Regions from separate parts of the Gossypium hirsutum genome. Here region 2 is linked to region 1. The links are chromatin contacts, called in public Hi-C maps. All regions are on one chromosome and are shown on one strand. Each heading gives the region's core, a stretch centred on a gene start, on an enhancer-like site or on the middle of the called end of the contact. The rest is flanking DNA. Distances are from core to core; before and after follow the strand shown.

Region 1 (6,395 bases), core at 3,807-6,306:
CTTGTCTTTTCTTTTTCCTTTTTATTTTGATGTGTACAGCTTAGAATTCTTTTAGTGATGACAAGCATACAGAGATCATCTATCTGGAAATACTTCAACGTTATCCTGATTTTTTAACTGAGCATCAATTGCTAACTTCAATTTCTTTCTTCAATTCATTGTTGAAGCAATGATGTTTACATGCATGAAATAAATCCAAGGGGCAATAACTACATTTTTTGTAGTGGGGACGGGTTGAACTGCATGCAATCAGTACACATGAAATATTGTTTTCATCATTCCATGATAAAAGCCTTTAAGCTATTTCCTATATGACATTTACATTGAAATTATTAGATGAGTTGCTTGCCCGTTGGTTTTGGTTTAGATGGTATTGAAGTTGTAGGACACATATTAATATTGTATATCACATCTGCTGGGTAAGTTAGAGGAATGCACTATGGAATACTAGGTGGCCATTTCATTTTATATACTTCTTTATGCTGAATGTCAATGGAATATATTTGTCATTTCTCGGTTACTAGTTCATTGCTAACACCTCATTTTGGAATTCCAGATTTGTAAAATGTTGCGGCTGGCCAGTGGCCGATGCGAGGTATGAGCTCTTTTGCCTCTTAAACCTGCTAAATTCTTAGTGGAAACTATTGTGCGACCGCAGGTTGGGTTATATTATTGCAAAACTCAAATTAATATAGCTGGACCTCAAATATATTTGTGCGTGTGTGTGTTTTTAAACATTGACTTCATAAGCAATAGAACAAACTAGATGCAACTGCTTTAGCATGATGGTTTTGGTCCCCATCAAACATTAAGGTAGAGATCTTCACTGGTACTCTATGGAACTTTGGTTGCTTCTGAAGATTTATCCCCTTATCTCCAGGTTAATGGAGCTATGGTAGGTTTGTGCTGTGATCTTGCATTTTGCTTACAGTTGACACCTGAATGATTTTAGGGTCATTCAGTTACAAATTAATCTGTTTACCTGAAAATTTGCTTTGCCTTGTATACATATACATTGTACAAAGGAGGCGACAGCCTACAGATGGGGAAGTGATACAGATTTGAAGGCCAAATGAGTTGGAAGGTTTCTTTTTAATGATGATTATCTGAATTTGGGTTAAAATTTTTTATCATTTGTTGTTTGTATAAAACTTAATGCTTGTGAAAGTTCACCCATAAGGAAGAGGGGATGTTTGAAGCCATATTTGGAAAGTGTTGGGTGTCTTCGTTATTTTCTGGGGGAAATGTGTTGCTCACATGGAGGTTAAGCTTCGAGGAATGCCTTATGCTAAAAATTGGATAAAAGATTGCTCTTCTCTCCTTAAAAAATAAATCCATATATCCATAAACATTCCCTAACTCTTAAATAAGAGAAGAAATGTGTTTTAATGCATTTGAATTTTCTTTTCGGATTTTACTTTTAATATTTAATAAATGGCTTGTACTTTTCTTGTTGTTTTAAGTTAATAAATTCAATGAAGAAAAAAGGCTGAATCATCATGTATTCGTGACCTGTTTGTCTGGCTGGGCCAACAAACTGTCAGTTCAACTTTTTTATTTAATGCGAATATGAAAAGAACAAAAAATGCCATCTATGTTTTTTACTTTAGGGAGCAATTAATAAGAAATGAAGGGTTTGTGATGTAAATGAAAATTCTACTTTAAATTCAGTGATTTGCAATGTAAATTACCCAAGGATGTAACTATTGAATATGATTCTCCTTCATTACTTAGTAAGTTATAATTTTCAATCGATATTTGGTTTGGATAATGCTTGATTAGCAATAAAATTATTTATTTTAAATTACTTAGAATATTATCTATATAATGTTAGATTATTGTGTTTGATTCAAGTGTTTTGAATGCAAGATTTTGTTATTTAGTCTATACAATAAAATATAATCTTGAAAATATTGTTTACTAAATCATCCTTCCTATTTTTTTTCTAGTGTTCAGATAGTAAGCTAACAAATTTTAGGTTTTACTTATGTGTAAAATTTGATTAATATCAACTGTATCAATTGATTTCACATGTAGGTGGGTGAAACAATTTTTTTTCCATTTATTTTGGATTTGTTGAATAATAGATTGTTATATGTTGATTGTTGAAGGATTTTTATTGTTTAATGTATAGAATAATATTTTTTTTTCTAGTTTATTTTGAATTCATTTAGACTTTATTTGATTGAGTAGAAAGAAAATTAAAAAGATGAAAATTTGAAGGGATAGAAAAATAGAAAGATGAGAAATATAAAGTTTCTTTCTATAGGTGCGCTTGGTAGGGAAGATGAAAAAATAGAAAGAAATGGTAGAGTTGAAAAATGAAAGGAAATAATATAGAGCATAGAGATGTTCATGGGCCGGGTTCGGGTCGGGCCCATAAAAAATTTCGGCCTGAGCCCTAGGCCCAGGCCCGGCCCGGCCCAAAATATGGGTTTGAAATTTTGTCCAGGCCCTGCCCGGGGGAAAATTCCTTAGCCCGGCCCCGGCCCATTTTTAAATAAACACCAAAAAAAATTTTAGAAAATTAAAAAAAGTATTTTAAAAATATTTTAAAAATAAAAAAGTATTTTAAAATATTTTTAAAAATAAAAAAAATATATTTATTATATTTGGGCCGGGTCAGGCCGGGCTCGGGCCAAAAAAGTGATGCCCGAGGCCAAACCCGTTTTCTAACGTGCCTCATTTTTTTGCTCAAGTCCATATTTCGGGCCTATATTTTTACCCAAATCCTCCCATATTTCGGGCGGGCCGACGGGCCAGGCCGGGCCGCCTGGCCCATGAACACCTCTAATAGAGCACTTGAAAAATGCATAATTTTGAGCTAACGCATACATTTCTCTTTCATTTTCTTTCCTCTCATCATTCTAATTTGGAAGTATTGATTTTTTTTTACATTAGGATGAAAAATGATAATTTCTCTTATTTTCTTTCCTCTCACTTTTCTTCTTTACCAAGCATAAATTTATTTTCTTTCTCTCAACCAAATAGGCCCTTACGTTTTGCTTGATAGAGTGGGAGGAAAATTAGAAGGATGAAAAATTGAAAAAATATAAAACTAGAAGGATGAAAAACATTATTTTTCTTTCCATGGGTGTGTTTGGTAGGAGAGATGAAAAAAATGGTTGTTCTTGTCATCCATTGCTTGGTAGAAGTGAAAATTGGAAGGAAAGAAAATAAAACATTAGAAAAATATATAATTTTGAATTGACAAACACATATCTCTCATTTTCTTCTCTCATCATTCCAATTTGACAAGATTGATTTTTATATATTAGGATAAAAATGATTACTTCTCCTATTCTTTTCTTTCACTTTTTTTTTCAACCAAATACACTCAAAATTTATTTTCTTTTCACTTTTGCTTTCCTTTCTCTCATCCGTCCACTTTTCCACCCAAACAAGCATACTCTTAGTGATGAATTGTATTTGTGAATTTTATTAAAGATGATTTCTATATATTTGAAGAATATTTTATATTTGAAATTTATTTAATCTCATTTTTCTATATTTGTAAATAACTTTCTACACATATCAAATTTTTTGAAAAAGTAGTGATAAATTTTAAAGGGTACACCAAAACAGATTAGTACTAATAGAAAAAAGATATGTTTAGTACAATACTGACTACCTCAATTTCAATGCAAAAAAAATGCAATCTCCTATCATGCCATCCTTTTCTATATTTTAACTAGAAGTGTTCATGAGTCGGCTTGGCTAAGTTCGAGTCAAGTCCATGTATGGTATTAATATCATGTTATAGTTGTCTAGGTTAACCCGACCTAAAAAAAAAATAAGTCTCAAATTTTGCTCAAGCTTGTCATATTTATAAATGGTTAACTCAAGTCTGTTTAGAACTACTCATATTATATTTTAATTTATTTTAAAAATATATCATGTTTTAAATATTTATAGGAAAATTATTTGATACATTTAGTGTCTGCTTGGTTGGATGAAAAAGAAAAAGGATGGGAGGAGGGAGTGGAAAAGTGAAAAGAAAAAAAAAATTAAGTGTGCTTGGTAGAGAAGAAAGGTGAGAAGAAAGAAAATATAAGAGATTGTCATTTTCCATCCAGATGTATAAAAGCCAATTTTTTTCAAATTGGAATGACGAGAGAAGTGAAAATAAGAGAGACATGCATGTTAATTCAAAATTATACATTTTTCAGATGTTTTATTTTTATTTTTTTATTTTTCAACTCTACCTGTGGAAATATTTTTTTTCCAATTTTCTATTTTCCTATTAAACCAGTCCAAGGATTTGAGTAGAGTAGGCTCAACCCAACTTGGGCTAGACTTGGATAGATATTTTAGCATGTCAAGTTGAGCAACCCAATTTAAATAAAAAAAAATACTTTTTTATATTTTATGAATGTTTGAATAGTAAGACCGGTTTTTGGATTAGGTTGGCTTAAAAAATAGGCTTGGGCATGAAATCTTTTTGGGGATCAGCCCTACTCAACCTATATATACCTCTATTTTCCTACTTAGCACAATTATGGAAATAAAAAAAATATTTTCCATCTTTCTTTTTTTTATCCTTTCAAGTTTTCATATTTTCAATTTTTTTCTACCCTATTGAGCAAAGCTTTAATAGAGTTTTTAGACTCTATAAGTTGAATTCAAAGAATGACATTCATCTTATTTAGGGCGAAGTAAAAGAATAAAAAAAAGTTTAAGTATTAAAAATAGAACTTGTGACAATATTTGAAGCTTATATGTGGAGTTAAAATATTTCATTTGTAATGTATCAAATATTAACTCATATTTATATATATATATACACGTATACATACATTTCTTTTATTATTATATTATACATATTTTTTTTATTAAAAAATTAAATATAAGCAATGTTTTTTTTAACATTTACATTATATTATAACATTTTTTTAATTTTTATAATATAAATTACATGCTAGGTAAAAAAAATGTATGTATTATAAATTAAAAAACAAGTTGGGGTCCTATGGCTTAAATTAAAAAATTTGGGGCTGCTCTTGAAACGTGGGATGTTATAGGGTCCATAACAAGTGTAATCACGTCACGTGATATGAGGTTGCAGTAGCCGTTTCATTTGTCCCCGGGAAATCGCTGCGCGCTTTTGAAAAAGTCGGGCAATAATAGCCTCTCGACTTTCATGATTAAAACAAGCGAAGACCTCCAAATTCGTTCTCACTTTTCTCAATGGAAATATCATTACTTTCATCAACACAGAAATACGCTGCCTCAGCTCTCTTCGCTGTGGCTCTTCACCATTCTCAGCTTCATCAAACACGCCCAACCACTCGTCTCCTTTCTCTTGAAGAAGAGCCTATTGGTGAAGGGGCTAGCAACAGCAGCACCATTTCCGTCTCTGATTTCCCCCACCTTTGGATCCATGACAACTCCGGTTTACTTTTGCCTGTCTTCAGGTTTACTTTACATGTTTAATATTAGTCCCCTCCTTTCGCTTTCTCTATCTAATTTATTTCCAACAAATTTTCTACGGATTAGGTTTATGGAAGTGGAGGATCAAGCTTGGGAGGGGCTCAAAGAAACTGCCGGAGTATCTACTCAAGCAAGGCATCACGTTGGATCAGTATGCCCCCACCCCCTTTTATCTTCATATCCAAATATTCGGATTATGGAACATTTTGATTCTTTTTTTTTTTATTGAGAACGGTTTTGATTTTGGCACAGTTCATGACCTTACTGTCAGAGACAAATGATGAGGTTTCTTCAGGAATCCGAGAAAAGGAACTTGCTTTACTTAAGGCTGTGGATGCTACAATGCTTAGCATGGAAAGCTCTCTCGTTCTTTCTGAGGATAGCGATAAGAGTTGTGACTATGAAACTCATTGCCGCCAGAGGTGCGCTTATCCAGACACAACTACAGCTACGGATCCTAATGGAAGAATCCCAAGGACTACTCCCAATATATCCAATAATGAAGATGTGGATGGATCAGGATTTAGATTTTTCGAGAAACCAATTGAAGAGGGAAAATTGCTTTCAGAGGAGAGGAAATTAACGGTTCTTTATGAGCTTCTTTCATCTTGTGTAGCCGATTATGTGACTGATGGCGGATCAAAGGGCTATGATGCTCGGCACCGAGTGGCTCTTCGTTTGCTAGCTACTTGGCTCAATGTCAAATGGACAAAAATGGTTTGTGTGCTTAAACTACTCATTATTTGATGCAAAAATCCTTTTGCTTTGTAGGTATGAATTGTTAATGGAATTTGGTTTTTAACAATACAAATCCTGTTAGCAGTAATTTACTACATTTGACCCTTTCTATCATTTTTAAGGAAATTCCATTTTCTAGGAGGCTATGGAGATAATTGTTGCTTGCAATCTCATTGTTCGGCTGAAGAACGAAGATGCAGAGCAATTTGGAAAGAGTAAGAACGATA
Region 2 (6,766 bases), core at 1,713-4,212, 240 kb before region 1:
TGGGAAGATGTATCATGTTGGTATGCGCAATTGGCTCCATTCCTGCATCCCCTGGAACTATTAAAGTACATACAAGGCTTCATTATCTTCGGTCTAGAATCTCTCAATTTGGTGTTGTTTATTAGTTCTTGGTTCGGTCTTAGGTGCTGGTTGTATCGGCTGTTGAACTTTTGAGCTGGCTCTTGTCTTTCTCCTCCATGTTGCTGAATCAAGTTCTTGTAATAGTTTACATCCTTTTTCTGGGGAAGCCCAACAGCTGGTGAAACAGATATTGGATGGGGATTGGGTGTAAGACCTTGTTTATTTGACGGTCCAACTCCAACCCCATTAGGCTGAGCAAAAAATGCTCCACTAGAAGTAGCTGATAAGGATGCAGTACCATTTTCTGTTCTATTGATGTGGGCAGGAAATGGGTTGGAGAGATTTACAGGTGGGGGTGGATTGGGAGAAGTTGCCAGAGGGGATGTTGATTCAGGTAAGTTTTGAGCACCTGAAGCCACTCCATAATCAGTAACTAATTTCTCAATCAATCTGGGATTGCTGAGAATTTTAACGAGAAACTCAGGATCAATCATGTTTCCAGATTCATTGTTTTGGTTAACTGCTGCAAAGGCAGCAGCTGCTACACCGGGTTCAACATTAAGGATCATCCCAGAAGCAGGTTTTTCATCAGCTGAACCACTTGAAACACTTGGCATACTGCCACGCAGAGGAGGTAAAATACCAGGAGCCAACCACTGCGGCTGTGAACTAATGGGAGTTTCAGTTGCTGCATCCTCATCTTCAATAGGAGTGATGGGTATTTGAGGAGTTTGCTGATCGTCATAGTCACAATTTTCCACGTCTGCTGAAACAGAAGAGCTGCACAACCAGAAGAAAATTTAGTCTCATGGAAAAGTATAACCCAAGAGAAGCAGTTTCTAGAAAACCCACCCCAAAACCAGTCAAAAAGAGAAAAAGGAAAAAGTATCAGACTTTGTAGGAATTGCAGATGGCCGAGGATAAACAGCTTCAAGCACTCTCACTTCTCTCTGATTTTGAATCTCCACCTCTTCACTTTCCTCTCCGGCAACAACTTGCCAATTCAAGTCCAAAATAAACTGTGAAGACGTATGTTCAGCTTTGAGGTAAATGCTGGGAGCAATAATCACAAATCAAACTAAAACGCAGAAAAGAAGTCTTTAGAATTGTTACCCTTAGAGGACATCTCCATTTAATGGTAGCAATTTCAAGCAAGTTAATCTGCGGATGACTTGTAGAATGAGCTCCTTCAAATCCCGGAGGCAGAAAGTCATCCCCAGTAGCCCCATTTATATGTGATACCAACGAGGTTTTTGCTTGGAGGTGATCTTGACCACCCACCCCAACTTGTGAAGGTGATTCCTCTGATAGAAACAACCTTATCTGTTAAGAGGAGAAGCAATTATATTTTCTGTTTATCATTTTCAACAAAACAGGGTTGTGAATTTGCTCAAACATCATTTCACCGTACAAACACCATCTAGCAACTGAAGAGAGCTTGTTCAAACAGGGAAATGCAATATATAAATACATATATTAAAGCTTGTATAAACATCTCATTAAGCCTTAGCTGAGTAATAAAATCTCAAGTTGAATTTGAGATGCTTAACCTAGTACTTCTCCTATACTAAAATCTAGTATGAGCTACAAAACTAGGTTGGGTAAACAACTACAAGCAGAAACATAAAGTCAAGACTTCAGAACTATAGCAATATAAGAAACATTACACACTCATACTAATCAAACTCCAAGGAGATTTTACAACTGTATTGTGGTAAACTTATCGTGTTCTGCAAAGATGAACATTATATGAAAGGAAACATCAATAAAAGACAAGCCAAGGCAAGGATGCAATCACTGGTATATTTTTATCATCGTTAGCATTTTTGAATAAGTTTAAAAATCTATGTCTTTTATCATTTCCATTCTCTCATTTCTGTGTCTAACTAGCATGAAAAACTTCCAAACTCCACTAGTAGATTTATTCCCATAACAGTAAGATGCAAAACAAAATAAGCCATAAATTCCACTGAAAAAGAAGAAAAAAACAAACAAAAACAAGAACAGGCCATCATTTAAGACCCTAAAAGGCTTAACACAACAATGGCATCAACAAAACTAAAAACTCATTCGAAATCATGCATTACAAGAATACCAAACCTAAACTAACTTGACTACCAGAAAGGTTCAGATGCAATTAAAGGGACAGAGTAATAAATAAAATATATTTATGAAAGGAAAAAGGAAGCCAAAAACAGCAGAACATGAAGGATTCACATAGCTTCATTCTCCATCATATTTGGTTCACTTAAAATTTTGCACCCCCTTTTTCTTTTCTGTAATTTCACCTGAAAGGAACCTCAAAATTCAGGAACTTCCAAACTAAAATTGCAATTTTACCTGACAAAGGTTAACGTCTGATGCCCAAGTAACCCTTTTTGATTTGTGCACTCCTCGCATATTTACAGATCGTAAAAAAATACAATATATTGTGTTAAGAAAGAGTCGCTAAAAAAATGATCCTTTTCCAGCTTCGATTCTCGGTAAAATGTTAAAAGTCCAATTCCCAAAAGCACCGATTTTAGGGTTGGGTCGATTAAAACCCAAACTCCAACACCACTGTCCCAAGAAAGATAAGAAAAGAAAATGAGACCCAGCAGTTAAATCAACTTACCTCTTTCGAAAACCCTAATTGTAAGAAAATAAAGAAGGAATCGATTGAAAAGCCCTACATATCTATTTCTAATTATCTAATATCTGGAAAGAGAGAGATTCAAGGCAACCCTAGAACGGTTTTTCCTTTTTGTCCTTTCCCCGTTTTTCTATCTGATTTATTTTCCGCGTTTCTCTGTTAAATATATTTCTCTTTTTTTTTTAGGAAAAAATAAATCTCTCTCTCTTTCTTTCTGGGCTTCTGTTCTGTGCTATGGATGACGAACGCAATCTATAGAACGCGTGGAAGTGGAAGGATGATTTGGATTGCTCGTGTTGTATTTACACGCGCTGTAAATGCAAGTGCGATTAAAACGAATTGGACTTTTGAGCTGAAATGTTCATATTCTGACTCAGTTTCATTTGGGTAAATTCCACAAATACTCCTTAAATTAAGCTTAAGTTTATGTTTATCAAAACTTATATTATGCTCGTTAACCCTTTGATGAAATAAGACTCAAAGATTGATAACTAATTTGATCTCTTAATTAAAATTAAAAGATCAATTTGATATTTTAAAAAATTAATGATAATTTTAAAAAATCTAAATATGTCAAAAAATTATTTAAAAAATCTAAAAATCATAATTTATTTTATAAAATTATAAAAAAATATTTTTATAAATTTGTAAATATGAATTCTTTAAAAAATTTAAAAAAAATTCTAAACAATTCAAATCAAATTTGATAAGTATGGATTAATTTGAAGTTGGATAATAAAGTGATGGACTAGATGGGAAAATAGTCTAAGCTTGTAAATTAGTCATGGTCATAAAGAGGTAAAATGTTGAAGGACCTCGAAGAATAATAAACCATGAGATGTTATATTGTGAATTTATTAATTGGAATGAGAGCTATTAGATCAATTTCATGTGTTTTAATCTGGACCTTACTAATGGCAAAATGGGAAAAAGCACTGAGAAAATGTGTAGGGACCAATATTAGCCACTCGATCAAAGTTTCCATGTTTAATTAGGAGCCATTGGATCAAAGTTGAAAGTAAAGAGTGAAAGGAACCATTGGATCATGGTCAATTGATGGGAAAATAAATCCTAACCTTTGGATTTGATATGAGAATTGTTGGGAATTTCATGGAAGAGATGAGAATCGTATTCAAGGGATTGCAGATTGACGAAATTTATTATTAAATTAATTACTAAAAATAATTATTAATATAATCAATTTACAAGTTAGTAATGTGAATCCAAAATTAAAATGTGAATCCAAAATTAAAATATGAATTAAAGTAATTAAATTAATTAAACTAAAATAACCTAATTAAATTAAGTAGTTTAAAATAGCTTAATGGAATCTCCTATTCCTAGTGTCGACGATTTGAGTTCCCAGTCTATTTTCGATTAAATAACCAATTATCAATTAAGTCGCTAATTACCCTCGGTTGAGTTGTTTACCATCCGTAGGTAAGAATACCCTCTCAGTCTCATCTTTACTAAGGATTACCACCTAAGTCACCCTTTTGGTCTCTTCCTAGGCTTACATATACTCTCTTGATCTCACCGCTTAGCACAAGTATACTCGACAGGATACCCTCTCGGTCTCACCTGTCTAGATATTCTATTAGGGGTGTCACTCCCTAATATACTAAGTACTATTGAATAAACACTCAATTTTAGATAAATAATTACGTAATTAATAAATCAAATTCATAACTAAAACATGCTAGATATGAAATAAGCACAAGATTTATTCTAATATTCATACAAACGTTAATTGGTCAGAGAAACAAAATATAAATAGATAAATTTCTCATTGATAATTAATTGAGGTGCGGTGTCGGAGCAATCCCCGCTCGCAACCGTCTTCAGATCGGAACAGGAAGAATTACGACTAAGCAAACATAAATAAAAATACAAAGAAAAAATAAAAACTATTTAATTGTCTAGCTATCAACAACCAACCCTCCTAATGAGATTATAATAGTGTATACATAAGCAAAATCTAGGGCAACATTAAGGCAATTTATTCCTAAAATACCTCTAGTTTAATAAAGAAAATACAGGTTTAATAAATAATAAACAAAATATATATAGTTTTAAAATTTTGATCACGTGGCTACTGATGTCAGCAATTTGTCATGATGATGCCATGACATGAACCCTATTTTTAGCCTTTGATGCTTCTAAGTTCAATGTTGCGACGTCGAATGTTGATGTCGTGACATGACCATTATTCCTTGCATACTTAAGCCCAAATTGCTGCCCTACATACTCAAATAACCCATTAGTCATACCCGAGGCTCGAGTTCGCCTTACGAGTCATCAAAACACTAAAAACTGGGTAAAACACTTATTTTACCAAAACTAAACCTAAGCAAATAAAAACTGAAAATGAAATAAAAGCATATAAAAACACTAGAAAACAAGCTGGTTAAGTGCCAGAAAAGCCTTAATTTGCCACAACGAATTGTGGCAGATCAAACTCCTCCACACTTAAGTCGCTGCTTGCCTTCAAGCATCAAAAGAAAATAAAAAAAATATATAGCTAAACAATATACTTGAGTTAGCTTCATACACGAGATTAGATTAGAGCATCGACACTAGGAGGATTTGTCTAAATATACAACTCTAGCTAGAAATTTAAACAATTCAAAGTTATTTACACCTAAACAGGTTAGTTCAATAAATTATAAAGTAAACAAGTTAAAGAAAATTAAATATATGTTTCCATCAAAATGTATATACGAATATAGCATTTATTTTTGCTGGGTACAGTTAGTTCGAATGTTTTCTTTCTACTAGGTTTATTTTTATTCATGCTTTGAACTCTAATGCAATAATATTTCTCTAATAATCTCTTATGATGATTTTTTGATTTATTATTATTTGTGCATGCCAATATGATCAAGATTTTTCTTGGGTACTTTTTATAAAGGTTATACTAGTCATACTGCACCATTTCAATAACCATGGATTTTATCGAGCATTTTATTTAATTTGGACATCCTATACTTCTACAAATATAATTACCTATTTGCATCCACCTTTATCACTTGGTATATTTAATCTCTTTTTCCTATTTACAGTATAATAAACTAATCTAATTAGACTAAATATAAACAACCTAAATTATTTAATTTCAGGCTAAATTTAGAATCTAAGCAAACAATTTAGGTATATGTTCCTAACCAATCACTTGTATTTCTACAAGCTCAAGCACACTCATAACACACAAAATAAAATTTTTAAAAATGATTAAAAAAAATAATAGAAAAACTTAAAATTTTAAAATTTTCCTATGTCACCCGCCACACTTTATTCATTACATTGTCTCTGATGTGCAATAAAAATATAAAGGAAAGAGGTTACCTGATTAGTGTTAAAAGTCCATCGCAAATGGTGAGATTGGCTCTTCCTCACAGTTTTGGCTCGAAATTATAGTGCCTCGTAACTTGTGGGATTCTTACACAGAAAAAGAAAACACACAAAGAAAAAATATATATTTAATAATAATTTTTTTATGTTTCTAGAGAAATTAAAATAAAAAAATAATAGAATAAACTCCCTCATAAATTGGTGAAGATGTCGTCGAACTCATCCGTGTTGTCATCGTGCTCGTCCGAGATTACTCTCGTCGCATCCCCTCTCAATGTGGATGGTCCGACTAACGTAGGTTGGGAGATACTAGAAGGTGGAATGGGTGGTGTTGCTCCTATCAGGAGTGTAACACCCCTTACCCGTATCCAACACCAGAATAGGGTACGAGGCATTACCAAAACACATACACTTGTAAACGTATTTAACCGAGTTATAAAATTTCATCAAAATTAAAACTTTCAAAATAATTAACATGTTTCTATAACTTTTCCCAATATATCCTCAAAATATTATAATCATAATAATTAGGGCCTGCGAGACCCGATACATACTCATGCAATTTAATGCTTCATTTCCATTTCATTCAATTCGCAATTTCTCATGCTCATAATTTAAATCATATCACTAGCAATTTCCATTTAATTCACGTGCAATTCAATGACATCAAATTCAAAACTAATACGTATTTACCATTTAACT

Evidence for each region. Hi-C and Micro-C count contacts between places; a contact is called where the count stands out from the background.
Region 2: a contact with region 1 is called in a Hi-C map of leaf, with 1.8 times the contacts expected there. The contact joins the promoter of LOC107910713 here to the promoter of LOC107910720 in region 1. A contact is called at or near these places in 4 of 34 Hi-C or Micro-C datasets (leaf and seedling).

Annotation. Positions count from the first base shown.
Region 1 is chrD02:22,409,480-22,415,874 of Gossypium_hirsutum_v2.1, reverse strand. It overlaps LOC107910720 (transmembrane and coiled-coil domain-containing protein 4), which reads left to right and starts at 5,056. Exons shown (of 14, transcript XM_016838689.2): 1 at 5,056-5,414; 2 at 5,497-5,581; 3 at 5,683-6,147; 4 at 6,308-6,395. The coding sequence starts at 5,188. LOC107910719 (lysine-specific histone demethylase 1 homolog 3) reads left to right here. Exons shown (of 9, transcript XM_016838687.2): 9 at 1-141.
Region 2 is chrD02:22,650,596-22,657,361 of Gossypium_hirsutum_v2.1, reverse strand. It overlaps LOC107910713 (zinc finger CCCH domain-containing protein 6), which reads right to left and starts at 2,962. Exons shown (of 4, transcript XM_016838678.2): 1 at 2,422-2,962; 2 at 1,195-1,404; 3 at 976-1,100; 4 at 1-861. The coding sequence starts at 2,481.